Linked DNA regions of Zea mays: all the other regions are linked to region 1. The links are chromatin contacts, called in public Hi-C maps. All regions are on one chromosome and are shown on one strand. Each heading gives the region's core, a stretch centred on a gene start, on an enhancer-like site or on the middle of the called end of the contact. The rest is flanking DNA. Distances are from core to core; before and after follow the strand shown.

Region 1 (4,220 bases), core at 1,269-3,768:
CCAAAACAGTGTTGCAGACGGTCCGCCAGAAGGGGTCGAACGGTCCGCGCTAGGCAATTTTAGAACTTGAGTTTCTGACTTCCCGTTGATCTTTGAACAATCTTCTCCAAGTTGCTTTGGCTAAACTTGAGAGAGATCTATGACTTAGAAAAATATCTCAAGTGGTTTTCCATCTAAGTCATGGATTATAAACATTTTGATTCTTTCACTCATATTTCTTCTTTTGCTCAAACCAGCTCCAAAATAGCGATATGTTGATTTTGAGCTTCCCAACTTTTCTAGAAGTGTTGAATACGTTCGTCGGGGTCTTTTGAGCTTATCCAAAGAGTAGAACCATTGGTAGTTCATCTATCTTATGTTTTACCCCTATTTGGTTGAGTCTGAGCTGATTCTGACTTAGAAACTGAACTGTTGAATCTTATGAACCTGTGAATCAAAGACTGGGCAAACTAGTTAGTCCGAGTGGTTGTGATGGTCATCAAGCACCAAAATACAAGAAATGATTTAAGGCCATTTCCCTTTCAGCGGGCGGTAGGGCGGGCGGGAGGGTGGTTCGCCATGGTCGCGGCGAGATTTGCGGGCTTGCGGTGTGCGGGCGGGAGGACAGTTCGCCTTGGTTGCGGCGGGGTTTGCAGGTTTGCGGCGTGCGGGTGGGCGGGCGTAGGGAGGCGGGGGCAATCTACAGTAAGTTCTTAATAGTTAGTAAAGATTACTGTTTCTATATGCCTATATCAATCATAGCTGAATGCCCGTGCGTTGCAACGGAAATATATAATACCAGTATACTACGATAACTTATATGCAAAATATGTGTTATACCGTTATGAGAAAATGTTTCATAATCAATTTGTGATTCTGACCATACATAAATTTTGTTATTTATAATCTATCTGTTTCACCACTACATTGCAACCATCAATATCATGTAGACTTTGATATATGTCACGATTTGCATGGTCTCATTATTAGAGAGCATGTTTCACACATACCGGAAGAAATTTCCTCGTACATCGTTAGTCATCGGACACGTACCACCATACGCTTTTGTTTAAATAAAAAGGTAAGTGTGTGTGTTTGCAAGACTAATGGTCAAACATCGTATAACCATAAAGTTAGAATACTATATTAATATATTAAATAAATTAATCCAATAGACATAGATTAACCCAATTAACATAGATAAATAAATATCTAATTATAAAAGTATGAAACATGGTATAATCAATGTTGTTACTGCGTAGTAAATATTCATACGAGACTAACACAACTGGAACGGTTCAATTTGGAATTAAAATGGGGAAGTTACGAATTTCCAAAGTTTCTATGTATTTGATATAGGATTAATTAGGAAATCAATTTTATTGTTGTTTTCATGACAAAACAAAGGTATTATATGATAAAAAATAATATTATAGAATTATAGAAATTGAATGAACTCATTTGGATTTAATATGAAATTTCCGTGAATTAAATGGGTTTCTGCAATTATTTTTAAACTAAAAATCAATTTCTAAACTCCTTTCCCTATTTTCTTTATTTCCTGGACTGTGTCCCAAATTCTAGAATGATCAGGGGCCAAGCTATAAATGTTTTTCTAGACTCAGTGAGTATACAGAGTGGACAGCGAGTTAAACACAAAAGACGTCTTAGTTGAAATTGTATGCAATTTAACATGAGTCACATTGGCTAGAGGGTGTTAGGCTAGGCATTCTGCTCAATAGATCCAAGGTTTGATCCCTAAGCAGCCACGGTTTAATTTTTTTTTCTGCGCGCGGAACCGGGGAGAGCAGAACGGCAGAACGCGGGAGGGCAGAACGACAGATTACTCTTACCTTCTTAATAAATAGTATAAATTTATTTTTGGACTAGTAATTATTATATTAATTATTTGGATTTTCATTTAAGAATAAATCCTATTCAATATCTAAAATCAATTATGAGCAATAAAAAAATTCCAAATGTAAATAAATAACAAACACTTAAAAGAAAAATCATTACCATAAATACCATTAATAAACTAACTGCATTATTTTTATTTAATGATTTTTATAGTGTTACAGTGACACACCCAAGGGCTAATGGTCAGGTGGAAAGAGCCAACAATATCGATGCACTTAGAGAAAAGGTGTTTGACAAGAGAGAAACTCGAAGGAAAATGGATCAGAGAACTACCATATGTGGTCTGGAGCCTACGAACCAAGCCGAGTCGAGCTTTACACGGAAACACTCTGTTGTATGGGTTAGAGGCAGTGTAGCACCCAGATTATATAATTTATATTCCTAAATCCTAATTTTAAAAAATTTAAATAAACTATAATAAAATTTGGACAGCGAACCAAACCAAACGGAGAATCACCTCTCGCTGAATTTTGGTCGGGTGGCCGAAGCCAAGCCCAACTTGCCCACCATATCTCGTCATAAACCCAAACTAAACAAACAATGACGCCTCGCGCTCCCACCTACTGACCCACCCCACGCCGCCTCCTCTCCCAGTGGGTCCTCCGCATCTCCCATCTCCCGTCTCCCCTCTTCCTCCTCCCCTGCGATCTCCACCGCATCACCTCCCTCGAACCCTAGACCCACCCACGCGCCCATTGCCTTCGGTCGCCATGTCCGCCGCTCAGCTTCTCCGTCACTCGCGCAAGGTATGTGTGCATGTCCCTCTCCCTTCCTACGTTATGCAATTTTGTTCATAAAAATGTGTTCGATCTGTCCGATCTCATGCGGGTAATCGCGCCGATGCTTCCTCTTCGTGTATTGTAAATGTTGATGATTTTTGCAAGTGGGGAGGGAATAGTAAATTATGGATTAGCTTCCCTTGCTTCTGCGCTGCTAATAATCAGGTCGCCAATCACTGCTGGATGTGGGTTTCCGTGCGAATGCATTTTGTAATTAACCATGATGTTCGATACGTGCTGCACGTTTGTGTTATTCCGTGCACACGATCCCATGGAAAGGGTACCAGTCGTTGGGTGGTTGAATTTTTGCAATTTATCATGTCATAAACTGGAGATTCCATTCTGTTTTGCCCCCAAACAAATTTGGTTGTTGGAGGATCAGTTTGGAACTTTCGATTGTACAAGCGGAGGCATTGCAACTGTCATGACATTGACTGTTGTTTTTTTGACATAATCCTATGATCTGTTAAAACTTGATTGAACTAGTAAGACATTTTAATTTCAAATCCAGATGCTCTTGTTTTTGTTAGGTTAGATACATGTTGTTCTCATTTATTTCTGCACTCCTTTTATGGGCTGCTGCTATTGCTCCAGCTACGTTTCTTAAGAACTTGTTCTTGTTCAACAGCATAGTGTGCATCTCTCAGTTCGATAGATCCCATGTACCCTGTTTGATGTGTTTTTATACTTAATTGAGTTATCAAGCAATCTACCATTCTGTTTCTATCTAATGTTTCTTTCTCCATTCACTTCTACAGCTGCGGAGTTTGCAAAATCCTGTAGGTTGTGAGAATTTTAGTTTTGTTCGGCATTTCTCCAGCGGTTCTGGGTCCTTTATCGCCAGGGAAAATGGTATTTTCTATCATTCTCATCTTTCTTTTATTTTCTTTCCCCTTTTTCAGTGACGCATGAGGTGGTCAATAGCATCTGTAATGTGTCCACTGAACTAGATTTGGGAATGCAGATGCTCGTTCAGGCTACATACTATCTGATAAACTATTTATTCTATCTAAAAGGCTCATTGTTTTATTTATCCATACACTTGTGCTATTGTTTTGTTATTGTTCATGCCTCTTAATATCATCAATGTAGACGTGTGTGTCACCTTAGGTACACTTATGTTAGATGCTCTAGAAATTTATCTATGCTCTTTTCATTCAGCCTGGATTCAAATATCTGATATAGAAGCATTATTAATTGTTTTTTCTCACATTTGTGCAAAAGCGAGAGTAAAACTATAAGTTGGTCTGGCATTTTCATTTCCTACTACGTCACCATCTTTTTTCTCGAAAGCACTACGTCACCATCTTTACTATTGTTATTCACACCAAGCTTTGGATTATGGAGTTGATACTTGGTACTTTCATTTCATGACATGAGAGTGTGTCTGATTCACCACCCTACTATTTTTGGACTTCTGTTGCCAATCTGCTTCAGGAATTAGTTGTTTTGATTTCTGAGGCAATGTGTACACTGAATAGTTCTCATTCATTGCATGCCCTTCATTGTTGCTATTGAAAATGTAATGCCTCTGGTTATGTC
Region 2 (3,984 bases), core at 1,292-3,791, 400 kb before region 1:
TTACACCCGCTGTCACATCATATTACTACTCAGAAGCAGCCGGCTAAAACACTCAGCGTACCAAGCCGTTCCTTGCCCACACCCATTGGGGGGACGCCCAGGAATTATCAGTATATTTTTCAAAACGGTCACATCTGTGCAGGGCACGCAGTGAATACCTCAAGACAAAAATGAGATATCAGTAAGGATCAGAGGAAAGCCAAATATAGCCAGTGAAGTACAAAATATGGCCGATGGAAGCGACGTGAAGACTAGACAGAGAACGTCCGTCAAATGTCCAATCAGTCACAGAGCAAATAAATTACACTGCCAAGCAAGATATGGATGGATTGTGAACTCGGCTGCAAGAGACAAAATACATGCTGACCTCCGAAGCATAATATTGATGACATAATGCTAACCTCCAAAGCATAATGCAGAAGGCATCATGCCGATTTTTATAAGTAGAAAAGATAATCTTCAGCAAAAAGGCACAAAAGGAAGACCTTCGAATGGATTATCCTCAAAAATCCACTCGAAGGTCGGGGGCTACACTCATTGGGTGCACCTTCGGTGCACCCCATGAATCATCATTCCAAGCCAAGTGCCGACTTCTAAGGCATGGGGCAAGATTAAAGACAAGGCTGACCCTCAACCAAAACGCAGGAGTAAAAATGGAAATAATTTCTGGTGGAGACCTTCGAGTAGATTATTTTCTAAAAATCTACTCGAAGCTCGGGGGCTACACCCAGAAGTTCAGGGTCCTACAAAACGAAATGCCGACCTCTAAGGCACAAACACGAAACAAAGCTTCGGTTTACGAGTGATCAAAGCAGGAGGAGACAGTAAGAAGTCGTTTTCTTCAAATCGCCTGCAAGCTGGACCTGGGATCTTTGGGCTGATTACCTCTAAATTAACCCAAAGATCGGGGGCTTGTGGGGGATAGATATCCCCGGGTCCACTAAAAGAGTAAAAAACCTCACGAAAGGCTCAAGGGCCCAATAAATCGTAAGGTCATTCTTTCGTGGGCCTGGGGAGAGACAACCAGCAAAGCAGATCGACATGAGGCCGGATTGGTGCGAACCCGGACGACCCACAACGTCGAGCGAGTGACCACAACAGAGATCCGACTTTCCCGCGCTGGAGCCCCCATGCAACGGAGCCATGCGAGGATAAGTCGGCAGAACTACAAGGAGATAAACTCAAGCAGTTCACTATCTTTTAGCTACTCGTCGTTATCATATCCACGTGTATTGCCCCACGGTCGAGTATATAAGGCCTAGGGGGCACCCCTTCAGATCGATCGACCCTATTACTTAGCCACCCACTCCAACTCTCTGCATTCTCAATTCAGAGAGCTCTCTTGTAACCTCATTCACTCAGCATACTCATCAGGACGTAGGGTGTTACGCATCTCTAAGCGGCCCGAACCTGTAAACCTTGTCCACTGTCTCTCGTGCAACTGGCACAAACCATTTTGCTACAGTCGTTGACACCGTCCTACTCCTAAAAACACCTTGAGGGGCAACCCCGGGTGTGCGGTCGGACCCAAAACACCGACAAGGTGGCTGCTCAAATATGTATAGTAATTTTTTAAGATCTGCGAAGGAAACTTTGTAATAAAAAAGGCGTACTATTTTAGGTGAAGTAAAAATTAATATACACCATATTTTAATATATGATATATAAATGATATTTTTCTGTGCGCGTTCTATACGGAGAAAGGAATGTAGAAAATAAAGTCCGGTAACATTGTTTATATAGAGGATAAAATTTAGAGAATATTGCTGAAGTAGAAAAAATATAGAAGACAAATGTTTTACATAGAATATTTATTTAGAGGATTAAATTTAGATACTCCTCATCTCCTCCATGCATCAGCTCCTATCTACATTTTTTTTGTTTTGTGACAGCAGTAGCTCCAACCTTTATTATCTTCCCGCATACCCACGCGCGTTGTTCAAAACAAAAATCCCACAAAAATGAAAATCAAAAGAAAATCCATTCACGACCCACCCACCACAGAAATCAGTTTGCTTTGAGTTTAAAATAAAAACTTTGCTTTGCTTTCTTCTGCTGTTGCTGTGCCGCGCGTCCGGCGCCGGCAGGCAGTGTCCCCACAACCACAACACATACCCGGGCAGAGGTCCCCACCCCAGCATAGATAAAATGATTATATCAGGGCCATCGTCCATATCTCTTCTTTGTATTAGTTTTTTTATAAAATTCCTTATCTATAGATCTTTTATATCATCTTTTACATATTAGAGATTCATATTAAGCTGTCTTGAGCGGATGGTGAATATGATTGTGTAAAACATTACATAAATTATACTATTTATAAGTGAAGTTTTAAATAAAGGAGAATAAAAGAAATCCATATTAAGTTGCCTTCGACATAGATGGTGAATATGATTGTGTAAAATATCATGTAAACTGTATTATTTATAAAGTAAAGTTTTGAATAAAAGAGAATAAAAGATAGTATGAGTAAGCTGTGCCAGATACCTTTATAACCTAATTTCATTTTCTTATATATTTATTGTATCCTTAAATATTTTATATATTTTTAGTTCTAAAATATAAAGATAAAAATGTGAAGGTGTATATGTTTAAACCCCCGTCCTCAGTCACGCCGCACCTAACCCTTCGTCAGTTTCAGTTTGGCACCTCCGAAGCTTCCGTCCGAATCTCTGCTGCCTCCTTCCTCGGCCAGGCTTGCGGGCGATGGCGGCGGAGCAGACCGCCGAGCAGTTCCGGGGCCAGGCGCGGCTGCCCCACTTCGCGTCCCCGCGGCGCTACGACCTGCGCCTCACGCCCGACCTCCCCGCCTGCGTCTTCACTGGCTCGGTGGCGGTTTCCATCGGCGTGGCCGCGCCCACCCGCTTCCTCGTACTCAACGCAGCCGAGCTCGACGTCGCGACCGGGGGCGTCAGCTTCGCGCCTCAGGGCTCCGACCAGGTGCTTGCCCTTGCCTCGCTTCCGCCCGTCGGTGTGCGCGGGTGTCGGGGTGTGTTTGATCTGATCGTGTAAGGTTAGATGGTTAGATGTGGCGATGTTTTCGGAGGTGTCAGCTAGGGTTTTTAGATGGCGTTTTTTTTTTGCCGGAGTACCAGTCGCTTAAAGTTTTTTATGTGCTCAGAGCATCTTCAACATTTCAAGCTGGCATTGGTGCCGGTCTGCCGGAGGAGGGGTTGTGGGGATGATATCGGCGCCTTAAGAAATCTTCAGTTTCTTAGGGCTATAGCGACCTCAGAATTTCTTGCAAGTTGATTGATTGAATCTTTTGTGTTCAAATAATTCTAGATTACCACCTAGACCACGGATATAAATTTAACTTTGAGTGAAAGTCCCATATTTGCAGATGCACACGGTTTGATACTTACAGATGCATATGGTACTTACAGGTGCTTGTATATTTGTTGAAGCTTAAGAGTTTCGTGTAATCATATAAGGATGTTTTAAATCTCTGGGTGGGAATAGAACTTTTGCACTTATGATGGTTTGCAAAAAGCACCTTGTCTGGATGATAACAGTCGTCTTGGAGGGTTTATGATTTTGTTTCTAACAATGCCCTCCCCTAACACTTTTTGCTCTGCATTTATTGTAAATGCTGCTATAATTTGAATCAGGTGCTACAACCTTTGGAGGTTACCAACGTGCCAGAAGATGAGATCCTGATTATTCGCTTCAATGAGGTGCTTTCTATCGGGGAGGGAACTTTGACGATTGCATTCAAGGGGACTTTGAATGATAAGATGCATGGATTCTACAGAAGGTAATTACTTTTGTAGTTAAGTTTTTTTTATAAATCAAGCAACATATTCACAACGTAACTTTCTGTTTATAGTGTGTATGAGCTTAATGGAGAGAAGAAAAACATGGCTGTAACACAGTTTGAACCAGCTGATGCAAGGCGCTGCTTCCCTTGTTGGGATGAGCCTGCTTTCAAGGTTTGCTGCTTTGATTTTTTTCTCAAATCCTTTTGTTCTTTTAGGCACAAAG
Region 3 (4,089 bases), core at 372-2,871, 440 kb after region 1:
TATTTTTAAAATCATAGTGTTAAAATTAATGTATTTTTTAGCCTGTGGAAAAAACTAATTAATTTAATTTGCAGATGGCCTGACGCTAAGAATAGGTAAGGGAAAAAAATTGAAGATCTGCTGTTATCATAATTCATCAACGTATTCTCAAAGTACAAAATTGTGTTCATAGCAGTTGCTATTGTTCCCACAAAATTGAGCAATACGTAAATAAAACGGTGCCAAGACACATTAGAATTATTAATGTCCGCTGAGAGGAGGTTTTAGACACGACCGTGCACCACGTACTGATGACGTTCCACGTAGGAGGAGAGATAAAAGTTGAGCTAAAACGAAAAGTTTGAAGATTGAAATGCACTATATGATAGTTTTAGAATGGAACTTAATAAGGGACTACTCTGTGTAAGTCTTTACGACGACTGATGCAGGGGCTAATGATGAACCGATCGAGGTCGAAGATCATCGTCCACATGCATGCCGCGTTACAAGTTGCACGCAGGCACACAGGAGAAGGTTAAGGGTTTTTAGAAATTAAATAAAAGCCCCCCACCCCACCCCAATCGATGATCCGTGGACCGTGCCACCTTGTTTGACCCTTTTTGAAGCACATCAATCTCAGTCGCCAGCCAAGCCAACTCAGGCGTCGACCATTGAACGACCTGCTGTTTGGTGGTGTCTGGTGTCTTCTCCCCCTCCCAAGTGTACTTTTCAACCCCGGAGCCTCCTCCAGGTCGTCCAGCCTGCAGGTAGCCTCCAGCTCCAGGCCAACCGCCAGCCTCACCTTCCCCCCTCCGCCGCACTACTAGTCCATGTCCATGTCCACGCCCAGTCCTGCTATACTTTCCCGCTCCACTCACATCCACACGATGGCTGGCGCAAGTTCATGCATGCCCGGCCCACGCCCACGCGCGCGTACACATCTGCACACATAGCCACCATGCGTCATGCGTGTATACTTCTATATAAACAGCAGCGGCAGCGACGACCGACTCGATCACCAAGCCAAGCTCTAGCGCGGACATCCACGGAAGCCAGCCAGCCAGCCACAGGCCACAGCTATGGAGTACAACAACAGCAGCTCTCCCCCTCCTGAGCTCGCCGGCTGATGTATGGACACCCTCTTCGTGCTCGGCCAGGAGTCCCGGCTGCGCATCCTCCAGCAGGCAGCGGCGCGCGTCCCCGGCTGCGCCTACCTCTGCGCCTGGGCGGCGGCCATCCCCTCCCAGCCCCATCGGCCAGCTTCATCCTCTTCCTCGGCAGCTGCTGCCACCACCAGGTACCGTACGCGCGTGTACGTACCCTACACATATGCATGCATTGATCGATTGGGCGATTCGCCATGGATTGCATTGACATTATTACGTATGCCTGCCTGCCTGCCTGCCCGCAGCGCCCGCCTGCTGTGCTGCATCGACGCATGGCTCTGCGACGGCGGCCGGCCCAGCCTCGGTGACGACGCCCACCGCCTGCGCGCGCTCTTCGACGCCTACCGGGGCTCGCTTTGCGCACCCGTCTCCGGGTGCGTTGCATGCATATATACTATATCTACCATGCATCCATCCATGCCGGCCGGCCGGCGGCGACGACCCAACGTCGCGGGGACCGGGCGTCCATTGGCAATGCAACTTGAGGTTTCGTTCCTTTCGCTCATCAGCCATGGCCATGGCGCGCGATATGATTCGATCTCTGCCTATGCTCCTCGCGCAGGTGCGTGCCGGGGTGGGCGTACAAGGACGGCCGCGCGTACATGGAGCTGCCGGCACACGACCTCACGACCTCGGCGTCGCTGCCAGTGCAGCAACAGTTCTATCAGGTCGGTGCATGCATCTGCACTCCTTCGTCTAGCTTGTTGTGTGCTACTCTATATATATATTATCGCATTTGATTCTGGATTTCTTTCTCCTTCTTCTTGCTGTTGTTGGTTTCCCTCGCTTCACTTCATCGTCCTCAAATTAATCCTGAGCTGCTTTATTCTCGCTTGCTTGTGATGTTGCAGGAAGCTGGCATTCAGGTTTGTTTTCTTCATCACCGTAACTACACATGATCATCGAACGTGCAATAAATTAAAGCTATATACATGACTTCTCTATACACATGATCATCGACTTTTGGGGAATTGGCTTGCGCAGATGGCGGCATTCATGGGATGCGAGAGCGGCGAGGTCGAGATCGGCATGTATACGGCGCCAACTAGCGGGACGTCTCCGATGAGCCTGGAGTCGACCTTGCAGCAGGTTTTCTCGGAGGACTTCTTCCAGCAGTCGCTGCTGGAGGAACTGCTCCAGCTGCCACCGACGCGGCCATCGTCGCCGTCCGTCTCCGTGGGCAGCCCGGCGGCCGATGCCTTGACGTCGCTTCCCCGCACGATGGCCGCCACGCCGACGCCGTCCTCCTCCGTAGAGCGACGGGCGCCGCCGGTTCCACCGCCTCCTCCGCCCCACGCGCGCCCGCCGGTCTTCCCCGTCCCCTTCGCTCGGCACGGCCCAGGTCACGTCCGTTTCCCGAGCGCCGACACCGACGACGCCGCGATGGCGCAGGCCATGATCGACGTCATCTCCGGCGCCTCGTCTTCCTCGGCGCTCCCCACTCCACCGTCCACGGCCACGGCACCTCCTCCTCCGGGAAAGCACCACCGCGCGCGGCGGCGTCGTGGGGCGGCAACGGCGTTCCGGGCGTACAACGCGGCGCTGGCGCCCAGGGCGCCGTGGCGGCCACCGGGCGTCCCAGGGCAGCGCATGATCAAGATGGGCATCTCCATCCTGAGGAGGATGCACATGCTCAGGTTCAGTCGGGAGCGCACTGGCACCACGATGGCGCAGAGGGGCCAGGAGGGAGAGGATGACCTGTCGTCGCCGGCCGTGCCGACGAGCAGCCAGCTCAACCATATGATATCGGAGCGGCGGCGGCGGGAGAGGCTCAACGAGAGCTTCGAGGCGCTTAGAGGCTTGCTCCCACCGGGATCAAAGGTAAACTCCCCAATTACAGCATGATGATGGCTTGCTTGCTTGATTCATCTTTCAGGAAAAAAAATTATAGACGGTTTGCTTGTTGATTAATTACGCATCATCATTATATATAAATACATATCGTTATACTGTATAATATATCAACTCCATTTTTATTCAATTAAATTGAGAATTATTGCTTTTATCTATGCATGAAATACTACACAGTTAGGGCTTGTTCGGTTCTACCCCAATCCATATGGATTGAGGGGTATTGAGAGGTTTCAATCCCTAGTAAGTCAAAATTTCTCTCAATCTATATCAATTCACTATAATTCATATGGATTGAAAATAACCGAACAAACCCTTAGTCGTCCTATGCAATGCCTCTCAAGCTATTGCACGTGTACTAGTGAAATTTTATTTTCTTCAGTATTTGGGCGACGACCATTTGAGCTTATATACTTTTGATGCGTAGCTGCGTACTAGTCTTAAGCTTGTAGCAAAACAATACGGTAGCTTAAATCACAATGTTAATTATACACTGATTTGCATGTGCATTTCCATTACTGACAATGTAGAAAGACAAGGCTACTGTGCTGGCCAAGACGCTGGACTACATGAGCATTCTAGTAGCTCAAATAGCCGACCTCGAGGCGAAGAACCGGAGCCTGGAGAGCCGAGCTCAGCACCACCATCGGCACGCCAATGGCGGCTCCAATGGCGGGCGAGTAGTGGTCCTGCAGGGGCTGATGAGCGGCACGTCGTCTTCGGAGAGGGTGCAGGTCCACGTGACCGCCGGCGCCGGCGATGTCGGCACGTCGGCCTCGTCGCCGTCAGCAGGCCCGCCGCCGCCGGCCAGCCGGGAGGTGGAGGAGACCGTGCGGGTGCACGCGCGGGCGGCGCGGAGCGACGTGGCGGAGCTGGTCGCCCGCGCGCTGGCCGCGATCAAGGGCATGGGGCGCTTCACGGTGGTGGCCGTTGACGCCGGCCGGTCCAGCGATGGCGGCGGTGACTTTGCTCAGGCCACATTCACGCTGCGAGCGACGGTAAGCTTATTTATTGAATTAGTTGATATTTATAATTACACTTTTCGTTTTTTGGGTCACGAACATGGATTTGAGAAGCTATATGGACGCACACG

What was found. Hi-C and Micro-C count contacts between places; a contact is called where the count stands out from the background.
Region 2: a contact with region 1 is called in a Hi-C map of endosperm, with 4 times the contacts expected there. The contact joins the promoter of LOC103627107 here to the promoter of LOC541781 in region 1. A contact is called at or near these places in 4 of 25 Hi-C or Micro-C datasets (bundle sheath, ear, endosperm and 1 more).
Region 3: a Hi-C map of leaf mesophyll shows a contact between it and region 1, with 4 times the contacts expected there. The contact joins the promoter of LOC103627097 here to the promoter of LOC541781 in region 1. A contact is called at or near these places in 3 of 25 Hi-C or Micro-C datasets (bundle sheath, ear and leaf mesophyll).

Annotation. Positions count from the first base shown.
Region 1 is chr5:158,776,187-158,780,406 of Zm-B73-REFERENCE-NAM-5.0, reverse strand. LOC541781 (dihydrolipoamide S-acetyltransferase) reads left to right here and starts at 2,518. Exons shown (of 18, transcript NM_001111466.1): 1 at 2,518-2,645; 2 at 3,437-3,530. The coding sequence starts at 2,610.
Region 2 is chr5:159,175,455-159,179,438 of Zm-B73-REFERENCE-NAM-5.0, reverse strand. It overlaps LOC103627107 (aminopeptidase M1-A), which reads left to right and starts at 2,541. Exons shown (of 19, transcript XM_008647428.3): 1 at 2,541-2,940; 2 at 3,612-3,757; 3 at 3,830-3,932. The coding sequence starts at 2,707.
Region 3 is chr5:158,330,789-158,334,877 of Zm-B73-REFERENCE-NAM-5.0, reverse strand. LOC103627097 (putative transcription factor bHLH041) reads left to right here and starts at 1,621. Exons shown (of 5, transcript NM_001370915.1): 1 at 1,621-1,813; 2 at 1,997-2,011; 3 at 2,130-2,966; 4 at 3,527-3,994. The coding sequence starts at 1,748.